2 separate regions of the Bicyclus anynana genome follow, and region 1 is linked to region 2. A link is a contact called in public Hi-C data. All regions are on one chromosome and are shown on one strand. Each heading gives the region's core, a stretch centred on a gene start, on an enhancer-like site or on the middle of the called end of the contact. The rest is flanking DNA. Distances are from core to core; before and after follow the strand shown.

Region 1 (7,473 bases), core at 4,620-7,119, 68 kb after region 2:
TCCGAGGCACAGATGTACACTACCAAATTACCCAATTTGAACTTGAAATATTTACTAAAATTTATTGTAAGAAAGAAAAGTTATTTCACAGCTCGACACAGGACTCGGATCCAAGACCTCGTGATAAAAAGCTACATAGGCTAACCACTGGGCCAACGAGGTACTCGTAGTTCCGCATAGTAACGCATTTATGTTTAATATTATCCAAGTATGTCAAAGGCAAAAGGAAGGGTTATGATTTTAGCAATCCATGCATGTCTGTATGTAAGTACGTTTCGCCTTTTTTACGATTTTGATGAAATAGGTCAATCGATTCGTTATTATATACCCCGGGTAACATAAAATACCTAAAAATTTTTGACTTAAATACCTAGTAGAAAGAATCAATTTCACCTTGTTATCTCAATTTTCATCGAATTTTTCTGGTACCGTAGTCGAGTAACAGGATTTTTTTTTATTTTCGTGTTTGGATTTTATAATACCTGATCAAAATTTTTAATGAGTAATGTTTTGACATCTAAAACAATTTTCTTTTAAGGTAAACTAAGTTAAAAATAAAATAAAGGATTAGCATTTTTTATACAAAATAAATCAGTTTCACAATTATTGTATGTTTCACAAATAGCTTTTATTCATTAAAATGGTATTTTTTATTTTTATACTTAAATAATATTGTATAAAAATTAAGATTTAAACTTTATTTTTTTCAAGAAAAAGTCTTAGACCTAGATAGTACTGTTTAAAGTTGACTTTACTTTGAAGAAATTTGAGGTTTAAATCCTAAACCATATTTATAAATATGGCCGTAGATTTTTAAAAAAAAATTAAAAAAAAATACTTTTTATTCACTTACACTTTATAGATAAAATGACGCGAATGCAAACAAAAAAAAAACATAGATAGAAGGGGACGGTATCTCGGTTTTCCTATAAAAGATAAGTGCAACACATAATATTATCTCTTAAAACACATAACATAAGCGCCATTTTGCTTTAATGACGTACAATATCTATAGAACACACTGTTTAAATTGATTTCGAAATGTAGTATGGAGGCAAGTACTTAGAATGTCACAACTTCTGTGAACGTTACGTAGTTTATATTTAACTTGTAGACGACACGCAGTTTTACCCGCGTGGTTCCCGTTGCCCGTAGGAATACGGGTATAAAATATAGCCTATGTCATTCACAAATAACGTGGCTTACTAGTGGTAAATTAATTTTCAAATCGGTCCAGAGATAACTCTCTAGAAAACCTACAAACTTCAGCTCTCAATAATGTTATCCTAACCTTAAAATGTTAAAAAACCGCTTGTCATACAAAGATGAAATTTGGCAGGGAGGTAGTTTAAAGTTAGTGGATATCCGCTAAGAACGGATTTTTCGATAGGGTCGTATTAAAGAGGCCTAAAGGCTCTCGCAAGTTTCTATGAAAGTCTTCAATTTCTTATGCTACAAACTTCAAATTTGGCAGGGAGGTGTTCTATAATTGGTAGACGTCTGTTGCAAACGATTTTTGCGACAGGGCCGGATTAGAGTAGTTTACATGCTTTCGCAAGTTTGTATGATAGTCCTTAATTTATAAATACTGCCAGAATAATTGTAAAGATAATGCGATTCAAGTATTTTTAATGTGTAAATAAGTATAGGTATGTATAATATTATGGGGTTATATAGGTAAATAAAGTTTACACCGATTATTACGCGGACGAGGTCGCGGGCGTCCGCTAGTTATGCATAATCAGAAACAAAAAATAATTTTGTGAAAATCAATGATAATAATTATTGTAGAGCTATTCTAATTGCTGTCAAATAGTACAAATACATTTGATATTTATTACATTGCGGAAAGCGCAGTGTTGGTCGAACCCCCACTAGGTGGATCAAAGACATCAAGCGGGTTGCAGGGAGCCGCTGGATGTTGGAGGCTCGACCGTTTTGTTTGGAAGTCCATGCAAGAGGCCTATGTCCATCAGACGTCCATCGGCTGATAATGATTATGATGATGATTTCATTTCATGATCAGCCAGAGCCATACGTCATTTTCGTTCATACTTAAATCGCTTCCGTATTTTTTTTTTAAACTAGCTTCATGTCGCTGGATGATTGTTATTGTTAGAAAAATATTAAAAAATATTTCACGTCACAAAAATCATGAAGAATATGACATTTTACGAGTACATTAAAATCTCTTGAAAACGTTTAAGAATAGCAATTCAACAATCCGAAAACACAATGCAATAGTGTTGTACGGGTTACCGAAAAATGGACGATATCAAGTTGCGAGGGGAAACTGGATAGTAATCTGTCCCTTTCCAGCATGTAACAATATAATGGGCGCGACAGAGAAGGAGATAGTTTATTGTAAATATCATAAAAGATGGCCTATTTTCGCCACGTGTTGTGAAAAGTCTAGTAATTTCCTTTAGGCTTGGGGACTGTTTAATGAAAGAGGGTAGTATTTTTTTTATTATTTTGCAATTCCACGGCTCGGTTATTGTGAACTAGCTTTGACCGGTTGCTTTACGCGCTTAATCACTCCGCGAAAGTCTTTTGTTCAGGATTTAATGCTTGGATATAGCAAAATGGCGGACTGGAATTTATTTATTTCTCACGCTATAATTTCGCTACTGTAATTTCGTGATAGCCCAGTGGATATGACCTCTACCTCCGATTCCGAAGGATGTGGGTTTGAATCCGGTCTAAGGCATGCACCTCCAAATTTACAATTGTGTACATTTAAAAAAATTAAATACCTATCACGTGTCTCAAACGGCGAAGGAAAACGTCGTGAGGAAACCTGCATACCAGAGAAATTTCTTAATTCTCTGCGTGTGTGAAGTCTGCCAATGGGCAAGTGTGGTGGACTATTGGCCTAATCCCTCTCAATCTGAGAAGAGACTCGAGCTCAGCAGTGAGCCGAATATGGGTTGATAACGAAGACTTTCAAGCATTCACTTGTAATGAGCATTGAACTGGGGGAACGTTCTTTAAAGAAACTTCACACATACATAAGCGTTTTGTCTGTAATCTTACCAGTACATCCAAAGCAAATCGGACTTAGACTTAGATTTTATTTATCCCTGTGCTAACAAAACAAGCAATAAATAAATATTTAGCGAATGTCCCAGAGATTTAGCGAACAGAAAGTCATTTTCAAAATAATAATATTTTTATTCATTTAAGTGCTCAGACCAATTATAGAAGGACCTGTATCGCACTCATAGTCACGAACAAAATTGTCTGTCATTTTCTGAGGAAAACGAGCTTAGATTTAGTATATATCTTATACTAAACTAGAAGTTTTTGCCCGTTTTTTACACCATTCAATTACACAGAAAGGTATTTTTACGGAGCTCTTTAACCGACGAACACTATTACAACTATTTCACATCGATACTATAAAGACAGTTTTTATAATCGCATTAGATCGTTGATCATATACTTTGACAGAAAAGTAACGTCAAGCGAGGCAGGTCCTATACAATAATTGGTCTGAGTTTAAGTGCTAATTTTCAGCGCCATCTAGTATCGATAAGTAGCAACTGAGCCAAAAAGTTTATATAGGTCACAAGATGTTCTACATTTTGGGCTAGTAGGTCTCTATTGGCCCTAATCTGACCCCAGCGGCCTTGCGGGCCAAGTTCACCGTTATTTGGAGGTCGGGCCGATTTCGCGGACTATGACCTAGATTGTTTTTGCGTGCATTCGCAATGTTATTGTTTAATTGGTTCACCTTATTCGTTCATTTTATAAACATTTAATATTTAAACTGCCCCAGTGATCGAGTGGTTATGTAGATTCAGTCCTAGGTTCGAATCCATCATCATCATCATCATTATATCAGCGATGAACGTCCACTACAGGATATGGGCATTTTGATGTGTCTTCCAATCACCACGATCCTTAGCCGCCTGCGTCCAATGACTCTGCGTTTCAATTGATGTCATCAGTCCATCTGCAGTGGCGTGCATAAGGTTGTCGATCGGGGTATGCACTAGTAATAAAAATTAACCAAACTGGGTAAATTTGTCATCATCATCTTCATCATATCAGCCGATGGACTGCAGGACATGGGCCTTTTGTAGGGACTTCCAAACATAACGATACTGAGCAACCTGCATCCAGCGAATCCCTGCAACTCGCTTGATGTCGTCAGTCCACCGGGTGGGCATAGATCGGCCCTTCGCCCGATGTGTAACTCTGAGCTTTCTTATGACGTATGAAGTCTCGAATCTATCATACTAAGCTTTTCGTTTTTGTTTTTTTTTTCATTTCAGTACAATTTCTCATCGCAGAGTTAACAACTTGGTTGTCTTTAAAGGCCTATGCCTCGTAGAGCACGATAGGCCATTGGTTCCGATCATTATCATTACATTTGATAGTGATACTTGTCATTTAACTGGCTTAGATGAAGTCATAATGAAGTCATAAAAAACCCAATTTATAAAACCAAATTGACAAACGTTTCACAATTTTAAATTTCGTATACAAATCACGTTTTGTACAGTCGGCAACAGATATTAACATCTATGTTTCCTGAGATGATCTCTTGAACGATAGTTATAGTTACAAGAGGTCTGGTCCTATAAAACTATACCACTTACCAGCGGCGAAGAGTCCAACAAGCCGATTCCCACCGGGTTACCGTTTCCGTACAAATCCATAGGTACATATTCATTACTGTAATGATTATGAGGTATATATTTGAAACCGTATTACGCGGTATGAATTTCCTTTTCATTGGGTTACCTATGATAAAATTCCAGCCTTCGCCACTGCCACTACATTTATTACTGTAGCACTTGTATTAAAATGTACTACTCAGTTTCGTTGAATAAATTACTGATAATGACAAGGATCAAGGGTTACCATAATATAAGAGTAAACTATTAACAACCCACCTCGGTGCTGAGAATTTTTACTGAAAAATTCTAGAAATAATGAAAAGCTTGTACGTGACACCTGACATAGCTCGTAGTCGCGAAGCTGAAGTGACAATAAGCAGGTTACACAATTCAAAGAGCCCGTTGACGTTGTGGTCTCAAGGTGCTGGAATGTCACCGTAGAGGGAAAAGCAGTGTTAGGTTATTCGACCCCCCCACAAGGTGGACCAAGGAAGCCTCAATAGCTCAACGGTAAGAGCGGTCAGACTCATCACCGAGGGGTGGTGCTTCGATCCCCACCCCGTTGGTCTATTTTGTCTTTGCCAACTAGTTGGAGGGGAATGGGAATATTGGTCATATTATAAAAAAATGGCAAACTTCTTTGGCCCATTTTTTAGTCTTGCTTCTTATTAGATGTCCAGTCCATTTCCATTTTACTTTTCTAATTTGGTTTTTAATAACTATAATCTTAGTTTGTTTTCTAATTTTTGTTAATCGAACTTTATCTTTTAATTTTATGTTAAGTATACTCCTTTCCATTCTGTATTAACCACAGATATAAGAGCTAACTAGATTTATAAAGTGTCAATTCTTTGTATTGAAACCAGCGAATCCAGGGTCGTGGCCTAAATGGCTGTTTAATATTTAGTGAAAAATCAAATATGTCACCCTTACTTTAGAGAAATGGTGGTTAATATTTAGTGAAACATGTCACCCTTACTTTAGAGTTGAATATTATTTATTTCTTTAGTCACAGAACAAAACAAGACTGCTAATACATGTGCGGACACGCTTGCGATGTTCCGCACACCCGGGTGTACGCGGGCCACGCCCTTTGCTACTTCTATTGCTAAAAGCGTCAGCTTTTAGCGTTGTCTGTTCTGTGGTATTCACAAACTTCGCTAGCTACACTACTAGCTACTAAATGATACATGACTTGGCTGGTTTAGCAGATATAAATACGTGTCACTGTACAACGCACCGCCATTGCTGTGTGTCGTGTATTGCGCAAGGAGCCGCCACATGTTACACAGGCGCGCTTTCACACACCACTGTAACAACACTGTTACATTGTTGCTATTATCTGTCTTATAAATCTATATTTAAAAAAAAAACTTGTAGTAGTTGAGCTGGAAATATTACCGCCTTTACACACAGAACTTAAATCACTTTTAACCTGTTTCTTGTATATTTTTTATCATCATTTTTGAATGATTTTAGTCAGTTTTAGCCTAATTTTTAAACCCATGACCGCCTTGATTGTTTTATGTCTCAAATCAGAATAGGGATTATGCATGTGATTCGAATTAAGGACTCGTATTATTTTTATTTCATATTGGTATATGTATTAATATTCAAAATAATATTTTTTTTATTCACTCAGTTTATATAATAACAGATTTTGATTGTTAAAAAGTGTGTAAATTCTCCGTAAAAATCCATCCATCCGATAGAAGATTACATCGACTCTTCCTATTCACACTATGTGGCCCGCCCATTGCCACTTCAGCATCGCGACTAGTTAAACTATGTCGTAGACTCTGCCGATTTCCTCATGATAAAATAAGTTTTGAATAAAAATAATAATTAATAATTCTAAAACAACCCTCTCGGACAAATCAACGCGCCTTTATTAATATTTTAATCTTAATCCTTTAACACTTTCGCTGCGGCATTGATTTTTCTGTACTTTCCTCTGGTGTGGTACGAGGTCCATCGACCTCGTAATTCTTGAACACGCTAGACGTACAAGGTCAATTGACCTCGTACCGCAACGAACATGTTAAAAGAATACCTATTTCATAAATCAAAGAAAATATATAAAAAACCGTACTTATGATAATACGGTGTGATAGGCGCCCCAGAATATAAAAACCACAGCTTAAAGACGGAATTTACAAAGATATGAAGAGTCCTTTATACATATTCGAGAGTCCTCGACCTTGAGAGCCCGTAGGGCGCTTACAAAGGAGGATTGAAATGAAACGTCGCTTAATGCTTCCCTTTACATGTTGTTCTATAAATATTATAAGACTGTAGAAACAGAAATCTAGTAGAATAATCTATACTAATATTTTAAAAGAGGTAAAATTTATATATCTCCAGAACTGATTTTGAAAATTCTTTTACCATTATAAAGCCACGTTATTTGTGAATGTCATAAGCTATATATTACATCTTCGTGTTCTCACGGGAAAGGGAACTACTCGTAAAGCCGCGGTGCGTCGGCTAGTATCAAATAGTGTTGAAAGATCTTTTATATTACATTTAAAAGAAAATGTAATATAAAAGATAAATTTTGAAATCCTATTTCGCACCGTTCGTTAGTCGGTTTTTAGACGTTTGGTTAGTCTGCGAGTAGTGAAAAATTCGCATTAAAATCTGTTTAGAAGTAGTAGTATTCTAATTTAATAGGATTTTTTTAAGTTTATTTCAATGTGCATTTTGTAAGAAAAAAGAATTACTTCTTTAATTCTTTAATATGAAAATTTAAGCAATAATAAAAAAAAACAAATTACATAACATTATAAGAAATATATATTTCATTTATTATTAATTACGTTTTACAATATTGCTTTGACTGATA
Region 2 (6,907 bases), core at 842-3,341:
AATATCACTTACTAGTTTTTGAAATTTAAAATCTCTGTTATTAATTCTTAAGCTGTTAAGTATTTTTTCTTAATTCATCAAAACGAGAAACAACTTTCTCGCAATTACTTACAACGGCTGTAAGTATAAATAGCTGTAAAACATAATATTCTTCAAACTTAACGGAATAAAGTGCGTGCTTAAAAAATAAAGCTCGTGTCTCTGGTGCAAACCGGTTGAGGTGAACGAACTCTTTTGACGATACCTACGTGCTTTTAAATTAAAAAAAATACTAGTTAGATATTTTTATTTGTATATTATTTTTTAAGAACAGATATTCTTGATAGTGAATTTTTTTATAAATCAGAGACTCGATTTTTTTGAAAAAAGAACACTTTTAAAACATTTATTTTTGACTATTAGTTCTGACTATCATATTAAAAATATTGGCTAATAATTCTTACTCTAATATTAGCTAATGTATTTTTAAATTAAAATTTCATCTAATACGAAATAATTCATTGAGAATTTGGAATTTTTGCAGTCAAAATGCAAAATATTTAAACTATACCTTGAATATATCTTGCCTTAACGCTAAATCACTTCTTCGCCCGTAACTAGAAACAGCCTTTACGTAAAACAAACCTGAGCAAAAATTAGCAATACCTAAATTAAGTCAAAAAAATTTAACCTTTGACCCAGTTGCTAAGCGACATATACGCACATGTGCACCACGAAGGTCATCAAATGAAAAAGGAGGTCACCAAAACAAAACATACTTTCGTCCTTAACAGCCTAGGTTATGGGCCTGACCTAGCCTAGCCCACAAGTCTAGATCCTAGCTAACGGTAAATCTACAAACTAAACTCGCATACAAATCATGACCTATTTACGAGCGAAAGAAAAAAAATACAGTTCTCTTTTTAAATTCGCGACGTGTTACTGTCATCGTCGATTCGGGCAATACCGTAATGTGACAGAGCTTGAATATTATTGCGTAATGGAGCAGATTAGGCGCCTTTACTCTGTCCGACATACCTAAGACATAAAATGCAATATCTAAATCTGTTTAAAGGATTTTTTGAGACATATCTCACTGGAAGTAGGTACTACAATCGTGTTTACTTGTTTGTCAATTGCTGTAATATATCCTAAGTAGTACTTAGCTGATTTATTTTGCTACTATCCGCGAAAAATCCTCTACGCACGTTTGAGGTGGAACATCCTTAAGGAGATGTTGAACTTGCGATATTACTACTACGTTGGTGTGAAAAGATCTTCGCATGGGAACTATAGTTGGATTTATTGATTTTTCGAGAACTTTAGCCAAATAAATCAATTATTCACTAAGTCACTAGTTTTCCTCAATATGTTTTATTAAATGCAAGCTTATAAAAAAGTCGTATTATAGTGGTAATGATTATATAAACGACAAAATATTCGTAGCTTGCTTGTATTGTTAAATGGTAAACTAAAAAAGGAAAAACCTGGCTGAGATTGTTGTGGGCTCTTCTCGGACCGAGGTGCGTTTGGAACCGTCGTAACTTTAAATTTAAGTTTTTGACTGATTATTATTATCTTAAAATATTTTTATCTGACGTTTCAAAAATACTTGTAAACTAAGCCTAATTAAATGAATATTGACTACTGACTTTATATAATGAGCTTCCACAAAATAGCACCTGCGTCTATTTTTCCTGATGACATAGCTGACAATATATAACAGCTACACATTAAGTCGATGGACGCAGAACACCGTACTGAATGACAGGTCCCTAGTTAGGTAGTCTTATAAATAATTATTTTATAGGACTAACCTAACCTAACTATTGGCCTGTTTTACAATAATTGCCTCATATTTAGAATACAATTAAGATCATGTCAATAATTTGTCTAATTTGTCAACCATTACTGTAAAGAAACGTAACTATGTAAATTAAATCCGATCGACTATTCATCAGTGTCGTCAGTCGTGTCGTGTCCGTCAGTAGTAAACGACTAAACGTGGATTGTTGAGTTCAATGAACGCAATTCGGCTATCTCCCGTTGGTCGGCGAACGTGCTGGCGGCGGTTTTACTTTTAAATCTGCAATGTAGTACCGCTATCAGACAATAGATGGTGCTGGCTGTCTCATTCGATTCTTGAAAAACCAGTTGTGTAATCAAATGGCTTATACATATGTATTCTGTGGTAATGGCCCCTTTTTTTCCATGAATGTCTTTGGTGGGATGTTATTGATTTTTTAAAAAGTTTTAATATTTAATCATCATTAAACATTACACTACATTGATATGCCTTTTTCCATAATGGAGAGGGTATATAAATTATGATGCTTAGACCCACCACGTGGATGCAATACTGGTTAACGAGATTAGTTAAGTTAGCCCCAGACTACAATCTAACCTGATGGTAAGTGATGATGCAATCTAAGATGGGAGCGGGCTAACTTGTTAGGAGGATGAAAATCCCCACTCCTTTCGGTTTCTACACGGCACGGTATGTCTTTGCCGGTAAGGTAGTAACCAGCCACGGCCGAAGCCTTCCATCAGCCAGAGCTGGACCAATTAAGAAAACCTCAATCGGCCCAGTCGGAGATCGAACCCAGGACCTCCGTCTTGTAATTCCACCGCACATAATACTGCGCTACGGAGGCCGTCAAAAATGATGACTAAATTGTGCCAAATTATGACTCTTTAACGATCAGGATCAGATGTTAATAAAATCGATACCGATAATTTGATTGAGGCAATGGGGGTGTACTTCTACTCTAGGCTGAATATTTTTCCTGTAAACTTCTTGGAAGAAAGAAAATCTCTGTACTTCACAGGTCTTCGTGATTTTATATTTTAGATCGATTAAATATCTGTCATTAACAAGTTATGTTTATGGTAATTGTTACATAGACTATCGTTAAAATGTATTGAGGTTAAAAGGGGGTGAAAACTTACACACACTCTTACTTATATTATAAACGCGAAAGTTTATGTGTTAATGTGTATGTAAGTGTATGTATATGTTTGTTATTGTTACTTATTCATGTCGCAACTAATAAACCGATTTGGCTGAAATTTGGAACAGAAATAGAATATACCAAGGATTAATAGATATCCTAGTGTTTACGGTATTTGTGAAAAACTGAATATACGCGAGCGGAGTCGCAAGCGTCCCCTAGTCACACTAATATTGTAAAGGCGAAAGTTTATGTGTATTTTTGTTCCTCCTAATGACTACTGAAGCGACTTAGCTGAAATTTGAAATGGAAATAGAATTCACTCTGCACATAGGCGTACTTTCATCTCGGAAAAATCCATGGTTCCCGCGGGATTTGTGAAAACTGGATTCCACGCGGACGAAGTCGCGGGCGTCCCTTAATTATATACAGAATGGTCAGGAGTATTTCCCATAATTTCAAGGTGTTGAGGAATCCACTTTTAGGAGCCGAACTGCATAAGTAATATTTTTTTTACTAAAAAATAAAAACTTTTATGTTTTCATACAAAGTAGGTAATTCAAATAATTCCGACCATTCATATAACACACGCCTTTATCAATCCTCACATTTTAAAATACGTAAAACTTGACTACGTCATTATTATAAGGATGCGTATAAGGGACACGTTTTAAGATCTATTTACAAAAGAAATATTAATTTTAGAACACATGTTCCTTGAACATTTTTTTTTTATTCTTTACAAGTGAGTTACAATCTCACCTGATGGTAAGTGATGATGCAGTCTAAGATGGAAGCGGGCTAACTTGTTAGGAGGAGGATGAAAATCCACACCCCTTTCGGTTTCTACACGGCATCGTACCGTAACGATAAATCGCTTGGCGGTACGTCTTTGCCGGTAGGGTGGTAACTAGCCACGGCCGAAGTCTCCCACCAGCCAAATATTTTTAATTAATTTTCGGTAAAGTTTATTACCCCAGAGTAATGGGAAAAACTCCCCAGCACCCTGTATAAAGAGAAGATTAATCACCCGATTAGATAGATAGTACACAAATTGTAAGTCATTAATACAGAATATGTATTATAGATACACATGTACATAGAATAGAAGCCGTCGACGCGTAGAGCCTCCCAAGGCCACGCTACAATAATGTAGAACATCAAACATTTAGGCATAAGCGTCTGGCTTCAAGGCCGTCTCCAGAGACTCCGCTACCTACTGTAGGCCGCCATTACTGCTATATTACCATGCGCGACATATCTGTAATAGTCTGTAGAATATAAAGAAAGCTTGCAATAGCCAGACAGTCCTCATTTTATGCTATTCTCGGACCGAGGCCCATTTGGAACCCTCGAAAGTTAATCTTAAGTTTTCGATTTTAATAACCATCATTAAATCATGCTAATTTTTTTTAATTTTAAAAGTGCTTGTAAACTAAATCTAATTGAAATAAATGTATTTTGAATTTTTTTTTTATTGAATTGAGTCGTAAAAGAGAATGCCCATCCCCGGCCCAGGCCCTAACTTGTTTTAATTTAAGTTATATACAAGTAAACTCAGTTTACTTAAAAAAGTTTAATAATTATGCATTAATATCAAAATCATTACTTTATTGAAAAAAGTTTAATACAACTTTTTACGACATTTTCAATTCATCTTTGTCCCCGACGGGGACAAACAAAGATCGTTGACAATACAGCCTGAGTTGTACGACATTTTTAAATTACTTATGATTGGTTTGTTTGTTAAGCTTGCGGGTAAAAAAATAATACACCTTTAAATGTAACTTCGCCGCTTTGGTACATAGATTTCATAATTAATAGGATATGTCTGGCTGTCGCAGACATTATGTATAAAATGACGAAGATCTAGCCAGCACAGTCTCTCGCTCTATACTCAAACCTTAAAAGTCAAATTACTGCGATGTCTTCCATTTTCTGAAAACGACTCAAGCGAACGGCCCAGCTGGTAAAGTCGCTGTAAAGTAACTAAATATCTTTTCTTTATACTTATATCTACTCCTTTTACCTATCAAAATTATTATCAATCCTTCATTTACTATTAAATAAATACATTAAAATAAAAAAGAGACTTCAGTTATTTCAAAATTCCTGTGTTTTCTCACTTACAGTAATTTTACACTAAACTAAAACACGAACAATCTTTACTGATTGTTTGTGTTTTGGTTTAAACGTTTAAACAAAACGAAATTTTGTCTGTGTGTCTGCCTGTTTTATTTTTATAGGCAATCTCTGCATATAGGCCATTTTATGCAAATACATGGTACCCGCATATTTGTGAAAAACTGAATTTTCCGTCTACGAAATCGAAGGCGTCCTCTAGTTTATAAAAATATTTTAAAGAGGCAGAGAATTTGTGAGATTGTAGGGGTTAATCTGTGGAAAATTATTTTACCAAAGCCACGTTATTTATAAATGTCAGGTTATATTTTATCCCCATATTTCAAACCCCGCGGTTTTGCATTTGCTAGTTTCCTACAAACCAATCAAAATTATTATAATTGATTAAAAAAAATATATTGTTGCACTTGTTAGGAAAATCCACCATCGTATATCAATTTTGTCATCAAAACATAATGAAGCTGCATCAATGCATGCCCGCATGAGACGGCGTGCTATGGCAGCGACATCAGCAATGAGAGCAAAAGGGCAAGCTATAGAAGTAGGCCGTGTTTACTTCGGGTTTCCGTGTTTTGGCCTGTTAGATCATACCCGGTTACGTAATGAAGCGATGTAGCGTTAGCAGAACAATACAAAATGCCATACTTATTGAAGTCATATTGTACTAGCTATGGAAAAGCGAAGTCTTATAGTACAGAGTACTACTCCTAAAAAAAGGTTCCAAAACTTATGTGTTTATATCAAGAAATAACTGTTATTTAAGTATCGAAACTCAAATAACAGTTATTTTTTGACGTGACAATTCGATGGAGCCGGCTGCACATTCGAAAAAGATGACGTCATGCGTCGTTCGCTCGCTTTAGGGTTCCCTTTTTTTACAAGAGATAAAGTATATTCTGTTCTATGAAGATTATTATTTTAGAAAAATGAACATATTCATTTGAAAAATGAACGTCTTATGACGTTGTCACGTTCAACTATCGTCAGTAAACCGACTTTACAGGCTACCGATTTTTTTTAGATTAATTTATAATGAAACACGGCTTAAACTCACGTGATATAACGTCGGAGTATCCCCGACTAGTTTGGAACCGATACGGGGGCATTAGTCATGAGCTGATTCTTGCAAATCTTCACGATCTAAACGGAGTTTTAACCGTGTTTCATAATAAATTATTATGAATAACACTGGCCCTAGTTTAAATTCTAAAAATATTGATTCACTAGCTGAAGCCGCGTGATTTCACTCGCATGGTTCCCGTTCCCGTAGGAATAAGGGGATAATATATAACCTAAAGCCTTCCTCGATAAATGGGCTATCTAACACTGAAAATATTTTTCAAATCGGGTCGAGATTAGCGCGTTCAACCAAACAAACAAACTCTTCAGATTTATAATATTAGTATAGATTTGCAAAGTTTTTGAAGTTATTTGAGTAAACAAAACGTCCTTTTTATAAGGTTTTACTGTTTTCAGGTTTCTCAAGTTTATAACAAATTCTTATAATATATAAATATTATTGTACAGACCATGTATTTGTATTGACCATGACCTTGTACGTTTATTATCCATTTTAGAGAATACTTTGAAATTATGGTAAAAACTGAAAATTAAAGGTTTCCAGATTGTTATATTTATTATAGCTTCAAGGTCTAAGCAGAGACTGAGAAGAAGCTTACCTGGGTATCCACAACCTTAGTTACCTGTAATTTTATAAACTTTTTTTGCTATCAGTACATTAGATACATAGTACTCGCCGGGACCGACATAAATTCGATTATGTGCCTTTTTCGTCATTCCCGAACGATCGAAGGATAGAGCGAGATCTACATTGG

The links. A called contact is a pair of places that touch in the nucleus more often than the background predicts.
Region 1: a contact with region 2 is called in a Hi-C map of whole body, with 6 times the contacts expected there. The contact joins two enhancer-like sites. A contact is called at or near these places in 2 of 2 Hi-C or Micro-C datasets (whole body and whole larva).

What each region holds. Positions count from the first base shown.
Region 1 is chr18:11,203,917-11,211,389 of ilBicAnyn1.1, forward strand. The region is part of intron 1 of LOC112056919 (probable nuclear hormone receptor HR3); the gene reads left to right. Among protein-coding and RNA genes, the nearest start is that of LOC112056919, 79 kb to the left of the region's middle. Within about 2 kb of position 5,870, at least 5 of the 8 cell types and tissues checked have open chromatin away from gene starts, as enhancers often do.
Region 2 is chr18:11,139,515-11,146,421 of ilBicAnyn1.1, forward strand. The region is part of intron 1 of LOC112056919 (probable nuclear hormone receptor HR3); the gene reads left to right. Among protein-coding and RNA genes, the nearest start is that of LOC112056919, 14 kb to the left of the region's middle. Within about 2 kb of position 2,092, at least 8 of the 8 cell types and tissues checked have open chromatin away from gene starts, as enhancers often do.